4 separate regions of the Danio rerio genome follow, and regions 1, 2 and 3 are each linked to region 4. Evidence: chromatin contacts called from public Hi-C and HiCAR-type data. All regions are on one chromosome and are shown on one strand. The core of a region is the stretch at or near the end of the contact, and the rest is flanking DNA. Distances in the headings are between cores, read along the strand shown. Region 1 has its middle 8.7 kb from the start of si:ch211-51a19.5. Region 2 has its middle 16 kb from the start of si:ch211-51a19.5. Region 3 has its middle 4.2 kb from the start of si:ch73-257c13.2. Region 4 holds the start of foxo3b (forkhead box O3b).

Evidence for each region. Hi-C and Micro-C count contacts between places; a contact is called where the count stands out from the background. HiCAR-type assays count read pairs that join an accessible place to other places.
Region 1: a contact with region 4 is called in a Hi-C map of hematopoietic stem cells, with 5 times the contacts expected there. The contact joins the enhancer-like site here to the promoter of foxo3b in region 4. A contact is called at or near these places in 1 of 18 Hi-C or Micro-C datasets (hematopoietic stem cells) and 1 of 4 datasets of contacts at active chromatin or transcription factors (embryo).
Region 2: a HiCAR-type map of caudal fin shows a contact between it and region 4, with 5 times the contacts expected there. The contact joins the enhancer-like site here to the promoter of foxo3b in region 4. A contact is called at or near these places in 5 of 18 Hi-C or Micro-C datasets (caudal fin, embryo and fibroblasts) and 1 of 4 datasets of contacts at active chromatin or transcription factors (caudal fin).
Region 3: a contact with region 4 is called in a Hi-C map of embryo, with 2.2 times the contacts expected there. The contact joins the enhancer-like site here to the promoter of foxo3b in region 4. A contact is called at or near these places in 3 of 18 Hi-C or Micro-C datasets (caudal fin and embryo) and 1 of 4 datasets of contacts at active chromatin or transcription factors (embryo).

Annotation. Positions count from the first base shown.
Region 1 is chr20:35,004,118-35,006,817 of GRCz12tu, forward strand. It overlaps a transcript of sesn1 not described here. Among named protein-coding and RNA genes, the nearest start is that of si:ch211-51a19.5, 8.7 kb to the left of the region's middle. Within about 2 kb of position 1,259, at least 10 of the 62 cell types and tissues checked have an H3K27ac peak or open chromatin away from gene starts, as enhancers often do.
Region 2 is chr20:34,979,086-34,981,785 of GRCz12tu, forward strand. It overlaps a transcript of sesn1 not described here. Among named protein-coding and RNA genes, the nearest start is that of si:ch211-51a19.5, 16 kb to the right of the region's middle. Within about 2 kb of position 1,431, at least 54 of the 62 cell types and tissues checked have an H3K27ac peak or open chromatin away from gene starts, as enhancers often do. A contact at or near this core is called in caudal fin, where this site is marked.
Region 3 is chr20:35,355,452-35,358,151 of GRCz12tu, forward strand. No RefSeq gene overlaps it. Among named protein-coding and RNA genes, the nearest start is that of si:ch73-257c13.2, 4.2 kb to the right of the region's middle. Within about 2 kb of position 1,435, at least 4 of the 62 cell types and tissues checked have an H3K27ac peak or open chromatin away from gene starts, as enhancers often do.
Region 4 is chr20:35,139,426-35,142,125 of GRCz12tu, forward strand. foxo3b (forkhead box O3b) reads right to left here and starts at 1,287. Exons shown (of 4, transcript NM_131085.1): 1 at 760-1,287. All of the region lies in intron 3 of LOC141379314 (a long non-coding RNA gene), which reads left to right.

The DNA of each region.
Region 1 (2,700 bases), core at 9-2,508, 140 kb before region 4:
GCTGCATCCATAAATCCTTCCGTGTAACATGAGCCTTCAGAAATATTATTCTAATTTGGAACATAACTGCATTTTCAGAGGAAATACATTTTTTAAGACACTTCAGAAAGCATATAGCACCAGGTTCTTCCAATGCTATCTCACAGCAATTCGTAACTTTTTGAATTAGTGGCTGATCCGTATGAATTCACATGATCTCATTCATACAATTTAATACAATTGCTCATTCCCCAATGATGGTTGGGTTTACCTTTTTAAAATCGTACATTTTCGAATGACTGAACTTGTACGGTTTAGCCACTTAACTGACAAAACGTCAAAAAGTTACGTTTCGTCATGAGATCAGGCTAGTTTTACAGGTATTAATTATGGCTAAAATTAACTGCTTATGAGGTTAAATAGTGAAGTGATGCCGTTTGTTTCAGCTTAATATCAGACAGCTGCACAAAGTGTTAACTTATTCCATTAAACATCCTTTGAGTGCCTGTTAATCTGCAAACAATTCTAACTGATTAAACTGAAATTGCCCGTCAGAATTGAGTAATTATAAGAGTGCACATTATGTGTGGCCAAATGTGAAATGTTTCATTTCAGAAATGATTTGCTTAATTGTCTTCCTTCCTAATGTTGACGCATCATTTATTATTTAAAACCTTTCATTAACATTACATACTGTTTGTAATGTTTTACTTGAATTTTAAGTGAGATAAATGACCTAAACATCATTTGTTTTGATCATTTGTTTTAAATAAACATGTTGTTATTAATATGACATTAAAGCCATCGATTACACTGATTAATTGGTTAATGATGAGGTCATCATACAAAACAACCACATCATAATATATATTTTAAATTAAAATTTATGAACAGTAATGGACATTTCAGACAAGAAACACACCAACCATCTATCTACTTGAGTACAAAATCAGTGACGGTACTAGCACGTCTTTTATCAGCTTTTCATCTAGGATGCCCATTCCAAACCTTCAAGTGGCAACATACATGTAAAGCATTCCTCAGATAAACCACTACTACATCAGTCACACTGGGTCTCCACAATTTTGTGACAGGTGTCGTCACCTTTGAAACGTCTCCTCTTGAAGATGTTTGCATTGTGTTTTCACTATCATGGAAATACAAGATTTCAGACTTTTGTGAGCTTTATCCATGGAAAAAAATGTGCGAGAAAGGGACGGGGCCTTCTGGGTTGCGCTCCAGTGGCCCTACAGCTCTGTCACCACCGCAGTGATGTCATCATGGCAGCTGGTGCTACATGTTCTCTTTGTTTCCGGACTTCCTGCTGCGCGACACCAAACCCTATCCTTCTCTTCTCTCATTTACTTTCTTCCTTCCTTCTCCTACTCTTTCATTTTTTTTTTATTGACCATGTGTCAATTATATGCTTTTTGGGGGGGAAATGACAAATCTAATCTTGCCTTTTGAGAAACGAGAAAGTCAACATGCGATGATGTCACTTGACCTCACTTTTCACAGATTCTGGCCTGATCACAGCTGGTGGAGGTTCAAGCACATGTGTGTGAGAAAAAGTAGGAGCATAGCAGACGTGTGGGTTTCTGTGAGATCAAGGACTCTGTTGACGTGCACTTCTGCCAGTCTCTGTCTGTCTCTCATGTATTCCCGTAACATTAGGCAGTTACAGTAAATACTATATTCATACTCACTGTAAAAAATGCTGGGTTCCACACAATTCCTTCATGTCGTCCCGACACAAACGGATTAAGCTAACTAAATCATTTTTTACAAATTTAAGTGGATTAAACATGAAAGAATTAAGTTATCTGAAGAACAGATTGCGTTGTTTCAACTCATTTTAAATAAAATGCAGCAAAAGTTTTAAAGAGCTGAGTAGGGCCAGACAGAATCTGCGGACATTTTTTGAAATTTCTGTGGAGAATTGTGTTAAAAACCTGCGGATTTCTGCTGAATGATTTTGGGAGTATCATAACTAAAAACGTAATATGAAATAAAAAATAATACATTTTTAACTTTTATTTAATGTTTAAAATGCTAATCCAGTTATATCAATTTTATTTGGTAAGTCTTTCACAAAGCAAAGCAAGTCTCACTTGTAATATATACTAAAAGAAGAAAATATTAATTTACAAACTGTATTGTAAATAAATCATATGAACATTTTCATATTAGATAATAATTAAACTGAAATTAATTTAAAAACTGAATAAAAATAAATGTACACACATTTACTCAAGTAAATAAAAAAGAATCAATGATTAAAAATTTAAAATCTGCGGAATTCTGTGCGCGCAGATTCTGTGTGGGCCTAGTGCTGAGTTATACTCATAAATGTGTTTCATTTTGATCTAAAATGCAAATATAAATATTGGGAAATTTTATTGCAAATTGAGTTTTTTGTATTTTGAAAAAAAAGTAATTTGTATTTTGATGTACTTAGAAATATAAAAATTATCAGCTGTTATTTTTCAGATGTAATTTTTCTGTTAGATTATATTCATTCATTATTTTCCTTTGGCTTAATCCCTGATTGATCATGGGTATGCGCAGCATATGTTTTATGCAGCAGATGCCCTTCCAGGCACAACCTAGTACTTGGAAACACCCATACACTCCTGCATTCACACACACACTCATACACTATGGCCAATTTAGTCCATACAATTCACCTACAGCACATGTTTTTGGACTTGTGGGGTAAAC
Region 2 (2,700 bases), core at 181-2,680, 160 kb before region 4:
TTTCAGTATATATATATATATATATATATATATATATATATATATATATATATATATATATATATATATATATATATATATATATATATGTATATATATATATATATATGTGTATATATATATATATTTTTTTTTTTTTGTATACTAATGTCAGTCTTGTATATTTTGAAAGGAAGGTTTTTATTTTTAAAAGAAGAAATCACATTTCCTCTTTTTTCCCCCAGATTTCATACAAATTAATGTAAATACACAAGAGCCAAATGTGTTAGCCAGTGGTTTGGTTGATTTGTTTGCTACGAATAGTGTTATGCAATGGCCAGTTAAGAACGAGATGGCAATATATAACTCAATCATCATAGCATGACTATAATAAACTAATGTGACCTCCCTGGATCGTGTATGTGTGTGGGACAGTTTTAGATTTACACGTCGGACCGTTTTTGGATTAGCACTTCAACTAGAATGATCCTGAAGCCTTGAATGACCTTATATCAGACACATAAGCTTTGTGTCAGGTCAAAATATTGTAAAACTCCTGACAGTTTTCACAATTTTATGAAATAAAAGTAAGTTTTTGCTATGAAATGCTAATATATGTAAATATTTTATGTCTCTATTAATCTCACCTTCAAAATAATATTGTGATGTTTTCTGGTGTATGATCTGGATTATATAACCAACTTTAAGTAGACTACATTTTAAAAAATGATTCATGCTGTACATTCATATTCTCCAACCATCTACACGTCTGTATATGACTGTTTATCATAAATATATATTTTATTTTATTATTTTATTTAGCAAGAATACATTCAGCTGATCAAAAGTAAAAGTATCAGAATATTAGAACAGAGTCCACCTACAGTATTTTAAATTTTAATATATTACTGTATAAATAAATACATTCAGTTTGTACTTCAATTTGTAAAGCATTTTTGATAAAAAAAAATCACCTGTGGTATGCATAAGCGACATAATATGGAAGAAATTTTATTAACCTGACTAATATACCATGTTAAAGCCATGTTAGTACAATAAACATAATACCTAACATATGAAAAGAATTGCAAATTAATTTCACACCAGTTTTATTTGTAATTTTATTTGCATTTTAGTAGCTGATTTATTTGAATTGTGTCAAGTACAGAATTCTCTACTCTCTTTACTATTAAACTGTATCTCCTAATGCCTCTGACATCTCAACTCTTATATAGTTCTGCCAATTCAATGTCTTTCATTTCACCTCTTCATATCAGGGAGCTGATCATTCTGTCTGGGTTTATTTTGTGATAATGACTAGCTGACTTTATTTCTGGATTGAATTAACACCAAGTGTGTGTGCGTGTGTGTTTTGACTCCATCAGCAGAGCTAATGGCCAGGTGTTATTGCTTCTGTTCGGTACAGATAGTGCTTTCAGTTGGAGTTATGGGCCAACCGCACCCTCCCCATCAGCTTACTTAATAACTGTCATCAGCGTGTGCGAGAGTGGGCGCTGGGCTCCCAAATACCTTCCCAATATGGGCAGTTCATAGTCTATTTATGCCAGGTCCTGACCTCTGTTGCATTAGCATAATAAATCAACAGAGCGAGATAAACAGAGAGGGAGATGATAAAACAAAGAGATGGGGTACAGTGAAAAACAACACGCACACAGATGCTTGGTAGCTCCACCCCTCTGCTTTGCCATTGGCCGAGACGCACAGCATGGGTGCACTGTGATTGGATTAGAGGATACACACCTCCAGAACTCTAGAATGTGTTTGCCTACTCTGTAGAAAAAAAAAAAAGACCACTGCAAAGTGAGACAGAAGCATGTAGAAAACGGAAAGGGGGTTTGGAAAAGGGGGTGTGAACCATATGGCTGGATATGTTCCAGATATTTCTAGGAAATCAGAGAACTGTTTGTTTGCGGTGATGCCTGGGAGACAAAAGGAGCTGACCCATATTAAACCGCTGATTCTCGATCCTGCTTCCTTAGCTACTCTGTTTATTGCTCCTATTTAGGCATTCCTGGAATCATATCCCAAGTAGCTCCCATCTGGCCAAAAAAACTAAAAAAAAAAAAAAAAAAAAAAATCATGTTTTTCTGCATCTCCATGCTTAGAAAACCTGCCTTATGGTAGATCTACTTTTGATTTGCATATTTCATCATGCCTTCTTGGTCAACATAAAGTACTATTTTAATGTCTTCTGTTTTTATTTCTACTAGACATCAATTTAACTAATTAGATTAGCTAATGCGTTCAGTTTAATGAAGCCTATTTGCTGTTAAAGTAAATAAACATTGGCTGAAGAAACTAAGCATGCAGACTTTCATCATTAACAGCATGAAACAGTCTTTGATTGTATGCACATGACTATTCAATATGAAAGAAACAAGACAAGCATACTTGTAGGTGTCTGTAACAGTGGGCAGTGTGCAGGTCTTTTTTTAGGAATCTGTGTTGTTTTTTTGAAGGCTTGATCTATTGCTGTGGCTGTGACGCATATGCCTTGGACTCTGTATGACCCTCTGTGTGGCTGTATTTTCAAGCCCAGTGCAAATGAGAAACAGGTCTGCTGTACTTTGCATTGCTGCCATATTTTTGAATGGTAAACGGGACAAACTGGAATCCCAGAGAGTGTTATTACACAAATACATGTTCAAAACAAGCCAAAGCATGACATCTTCCCAGTTAAATGAGGTGGTAATTTGCACT
Region 3 (2,700 bases), core at 185-2,684, 220 kb after region 4:
GGATAGGTAGATAGATGGATGGATGGATGGATGGATGGATGGATTGGTTGATCAGTGGATGAATAGATAGGTGGATAGATCGATAGACACTAAATAAATAAATGGATGAATAGATGGATGGATATATCGATAGATCGATGATTAAATGGATGGATGGATGGATGTATAGATGGATGGATGGATGAATGGATGGATGGATATATGGATGGATGGATTGATATATAGATGGATGGATGAATAGATAGATGGGTGGACAGTTGGATGGATGGATGGATCAATGGATAGATCGATGTATGGATGGATGGGTGGACATATAGATTGATGGATGGATGGACGGATGGATGAATAGATAGATTGATGGATGTATGGATATTTGGATGGATGGATGAATATATAGATGGATGGATGAATAGATGAATAGATAGATGTATGGGTGGATATATAAATTGATGGGTAGATGGATGGACGGATGGATGAATAGATAGATTGATGGATGGATGGATGGATGGATGGATGGATGGATTGATAGATTGATGGATGTATGGCTATATGGATGGATGGATGAATATATAGATGGATGGATGGATGGATGGGTGGGTGGACAGTTGGATAGATAGATGGATGGATGAATGAATAGATGGATGGATAGATTGATGAATGGATGGATGGATGGATGTATTGATAGATATGATGTTTAGCATGCTTAACCCTTAAGGGTCATACTGTATTTATAATTTAGTAAGCAAAAGTAAACAAAGTACAATAACTGTATTTAGGATATAAACAATGTGAATTTATCACAAATTAGGTTTCTTCATCAGTTCTGTCTCATTCATCGTTGCTTTATTTTAATCATCCTTTATGATTCATTCATCTATTTAAAACTGCCAAATCATCCATCATACATGTGGTGTATGCACATTTTGTGCAACGCTAAAACCTTTTAAAACGGTCAATTACTTAATTAGCCAAAGCTGAATATGCTGCTTTGTTGAAGAAATATAGCGTTATAATTAGCGAACTCTCACTTAAGAGCCAGCGTGTGTTGCTGAATGAAAGGGGCTATTATGACCTCATGAGGGGCGAAGTCTGAAGATCATGGGATTATGGTATTATGATAGATTATAGAATCACTTCATCACAGTTATTTAGCAGCGCTGCAGAGTTCTCTCCCTTTCCACCGCTGATTATTCTTAAAAGTTCCACCCCATTACAAAGGTCGTATGAGAGGTCAGCTGTAGGAGACATTATCGCAGATGCTGATTGGTGTGTCAGAAACCTAAGGTGGATGACTTGTGTTCCCTGTGGCTTCTTTTAATAAGACAACAGGATCACAGTGGGAAAGGCTTACACAGGCCCGGGGGGTCTGGCTGAGTAAGAGCTTCTGAATAGGGGGTTATGCCATGAGGGCAGAAACATCTGACCCTGTTGGGCACCCCTGCCCACTCATCTCTGGGTACAGTGGATTGCCCATCAGCTGTATTAGACGGCTACAGAGCCTCTTGAGGCGGATAAGAGATGAGATTTTAGGTAGGCAATAAGTGGCGATTGTCCATCTTCATCCAATTCAGGGCCATTTCTAGTGTGATTGGTGTTTGAATAGCTCAGTTTAAAACAACTGAAAGCAATGAATGAAACAAATCATTTGCTTCACTATTAATCAAAGTCTATATCAATGTTTTTTCCTAGTTACTTTTAATCTTAACAATGGATGGATGGATAGATAGAGTTGGTAAAAGCAGGAGCCAATAACAGAACCAATGTGTTTGTCCAATTTTAATGCACATGAGAGGCTCTGAAGGCAGATACGCAGCCCAGATCTAGGCAGGTATAGCCTGAGAATGTTCAGTAGGACTGAAAACATTCACCTCTGTTATCTTCATTTAACCTTTAAACAGTTTGAGATTTTGACCTTGTCTAAGCACCTGAAGGTACTAAGATCTAAAAGGGAATTTCTCTTGATATGTTAGTAAATCTGGGTGTTGTCAACATAGTTATGAAAAGACAGGCCACGCCTCCTCATAATGGCTTCCAAATTAAGCATACAAGGAGAAAATGGAGGGTGTCAGAAACGAGCCTTGAAGTAGGCCACAGATGAGATAAGCAAGGATGAGAAGTTAGACTGAAACGTCTGAAGGACTTTAGTTCATATACAACAAAATAGAGTGCTGCTGACAGAACTGAAAGAGCCAGGACCATAGAGTCAGTTGGTAGCAAGAAGGATATCCTTTGATACTTTAAGAAGGGCCGTTTGAGTATTATGAGAATTTTTTAAACCAGACTGAAAAAAATGTTAGTCGTACTGTTTAATGTTTTTTTTTTTTTTTTGTCACTTTTTAATCTTAACGATGGATGGATGTAAGAACTAACTAAAACAAATGCAAAAAAACGTATGTATATACGAACACTTGTAATTGGTATCACACGTAATTGGCATGTTATGGAATTTAACTATGGCAAATACATGAGAGGAGATGGAAAGCTATGTCTACACATTTTCCTGAAACATTTACAACGTCAGTTCGTTCTTGTGTGAAGATAGAGGAAAAGAAGGAAATGTATAGCAAAATAGCTTGTAATTTTTTTATTTAGTTTTTTCTTTATGTTTAGTTTTTTGTCTTATTTTTGTTCTTCTACTATATTTTTTCTTTTACTATTTAATTGTTCTTAGTAAATAAAAAATGTACATTTCTACATGGG
Region 4 (2,700 bases), core at 37-2,536:
AAATATTAACATTCTGCCATCCGAATAAGGGAATCATTATTGAGATAGTAAATCCATTAAATATGTCATTCTGAAATGTGTCTCATAAACGCACCTACTGTAGAACGAGCGAGTGCGCGCGCACACGTCTGTGGTGGTACGCGCAACACTCACGTGAAAGTATAAACAAAGCTTAGCATGAACGCGAAGTGCTCCGGTTTCAGTTTAAATCAGCACTCGCTTGATGGCACATATTCTTGCTCTTTGAACTTTCATAATGATACTCGTTGACATATTTGAGACTGTTCATATTTCAGTGGACGGATGATATCTACACCTCTTATTGTGAAAGCGGAGAATTTAGGGCATCTATTTACACTGCGTAGCAATATTCTACATTATTCAGTACATTATTGATAATATAACTAACAGTTGATTGTCAGCCAAAAAGAAGAGCGTGCACAACAAATGGATTTTTTAAAAATAGCAATGTATTATACATCAATGAAGTGAGTTTTAAAATAATAAAGAAATGTATGAGACTTATAGGCTTGTTACAAATAAATACAATGAAATAAAATATTTCTTAAGGTGTGTGTGTGCACTGCACAATCTGCAGACATTAATCTCAAATGTGAGCCAAAATGTCCTCATACTGACAGTCCTACTATTCAGTATACATAATAATAACAACAACAAGTTTGACTAGAAATAGAATATTGACCTCCATGCAGACTGTACATGAATATATGTATCAAAATGCAATAGCTCAACACGTACCATTCATCCAGCGCCGTGTCTCCTCTCTGTGTCGCACTCCAGTCACTTGGTGCACTGATGTAATTCAACTATATCTCTCCAGCGCACCTTGGACAAAGCGCCACAACGTCACTGCACACAAGCATCACCAGCAGTAACTCACTGTAGTGACAAAAGAACTGACCTGTCAGAGCCGCAGCGCGTTCAACGAGCTATTCAGCCAAAATCAGATCAGGACAACTACTATAACCAGGACAGAGCTACGCGTGCTCGTTAGCTGCAGTGATCATATCTGTATTAATTCCCAGATTAACTCAATGTCTCTTCGCTTTCCGAAATCTCTTTAACAGTTAAAGGTAAAGACGCATCTGTCGCGCATTGTCAGTGGCTGCTAGTTAGAGCGCGCGCCGATGCCGATGTCACGGACGGTACATTGAGGAAAAAAATCCCCTCCAGAAAGCTTCTTCACCTATCTATCTATCTATCTATAGGCACAAGAGGACTTTCTGGTCTAATCGTCTGTCAGCGCTCTAGCGAGCTCAACTTAGAACTGAGTGACTGGAGGAGGGCGAGAAGAGAAGCGCAGCCTCTACCGCTGACAGAGCCCTGCCCCCTGGATTCCGCGTACGGGATCGCCTCTTAAAGGGCCACTGCTCCCTCCTAGAGCACAGCTGCCATCAGGCGAGAGGACATGTTCAAACAAGTCACTCCACAGCACTGACAGAGGGAGCCTGTATCACTTTATCTGATTTCCAAATATAGATTCAGTTGCTAGAATTTGTGGTTCAGGCATGCAAACAACGTTATCTGGGTATATATCAAAAATGTGCTATAGAATAGACACCCTTGTCCACGTAACGCAAGTAAATACATTGTGCAGTATTGGTTATAACCAAAGGCCTGAGAAAATACATGCGATTAGTAAAATCAGAGTGTACCTTCAGGATAATGACATAGATTGAAGACAGCATTCTCATGTAACGCATGTGGTAACGTTTTTAGTGTTAGATGGTGGGTTATAACCAGGGGCGGATTTAACCAATAAGCGAGGTCAGCAGCCGCTTAGGGCCTCTGGAAATCTGGGGCCCCCCAATAAATATCTAGAAGTATAAATTATACCTATAAACTATATATAACATTGTTTCCTAACATATGGTGAGAGTTAAACAAGTACAATTTTAACATAATTAAATATTAATTAGTATACAATCAAATTTAATATTATTATAATAATGTAATGTAATAATAATATTACAAAATAAAATATCCATCATGGACCACCCCAGCAGTAAAACTTATATTAAAAAAACTATACGTTTAATTTTAGCTGTAAATTCACAATAAAGATAATAATCATTTATAATGTAGAGACTACATTAATTTAAAATGTAGAAAAGAAGATTGAGTGATATAACAAACCACAATATAAAAAAATAATAGTAAAAGTAGGAAGTGTGCATTTCAGAACTTGGGCCCCATGGCTGGAATTGCTTAAGGCCCAAAAATCACTAAATCCACCCCTCGTTATAACATAGGTGTCAAACTCAATTCCTGGAGGGCCGCAGCTCTGCACAGTTTTGCTCAAACCCTGATCAAACACAGCTGATCCAACTAATGAAGATGTTCATGACTCTTTTGAACACCCCGATTATTTGGATCAGCTGTGTTTGACAGGAATGGAACAAAACTGTGTAGAGCTGCGGCCCTCCAGGGATTGAGTTTAAAACCCATGGGTTATAATCATATGACTGATCTTCAAAGTAATTAAAAAGTCATGTTTTTATTTTCCTGTCATATTCTCTGTTCCGTTTAAGTGTTATTTGATTTCTTCTGTGAAACAAGGTTTGATCCTAGGCAGAATGTTCTTTCTGGATTTTAGTTCTACACCACAAAATTCAGCTTCAAATCAGTGTTAATTTGATTGATTCTTCAATCAATCATACATTTTTCCCTTGGCTTAGT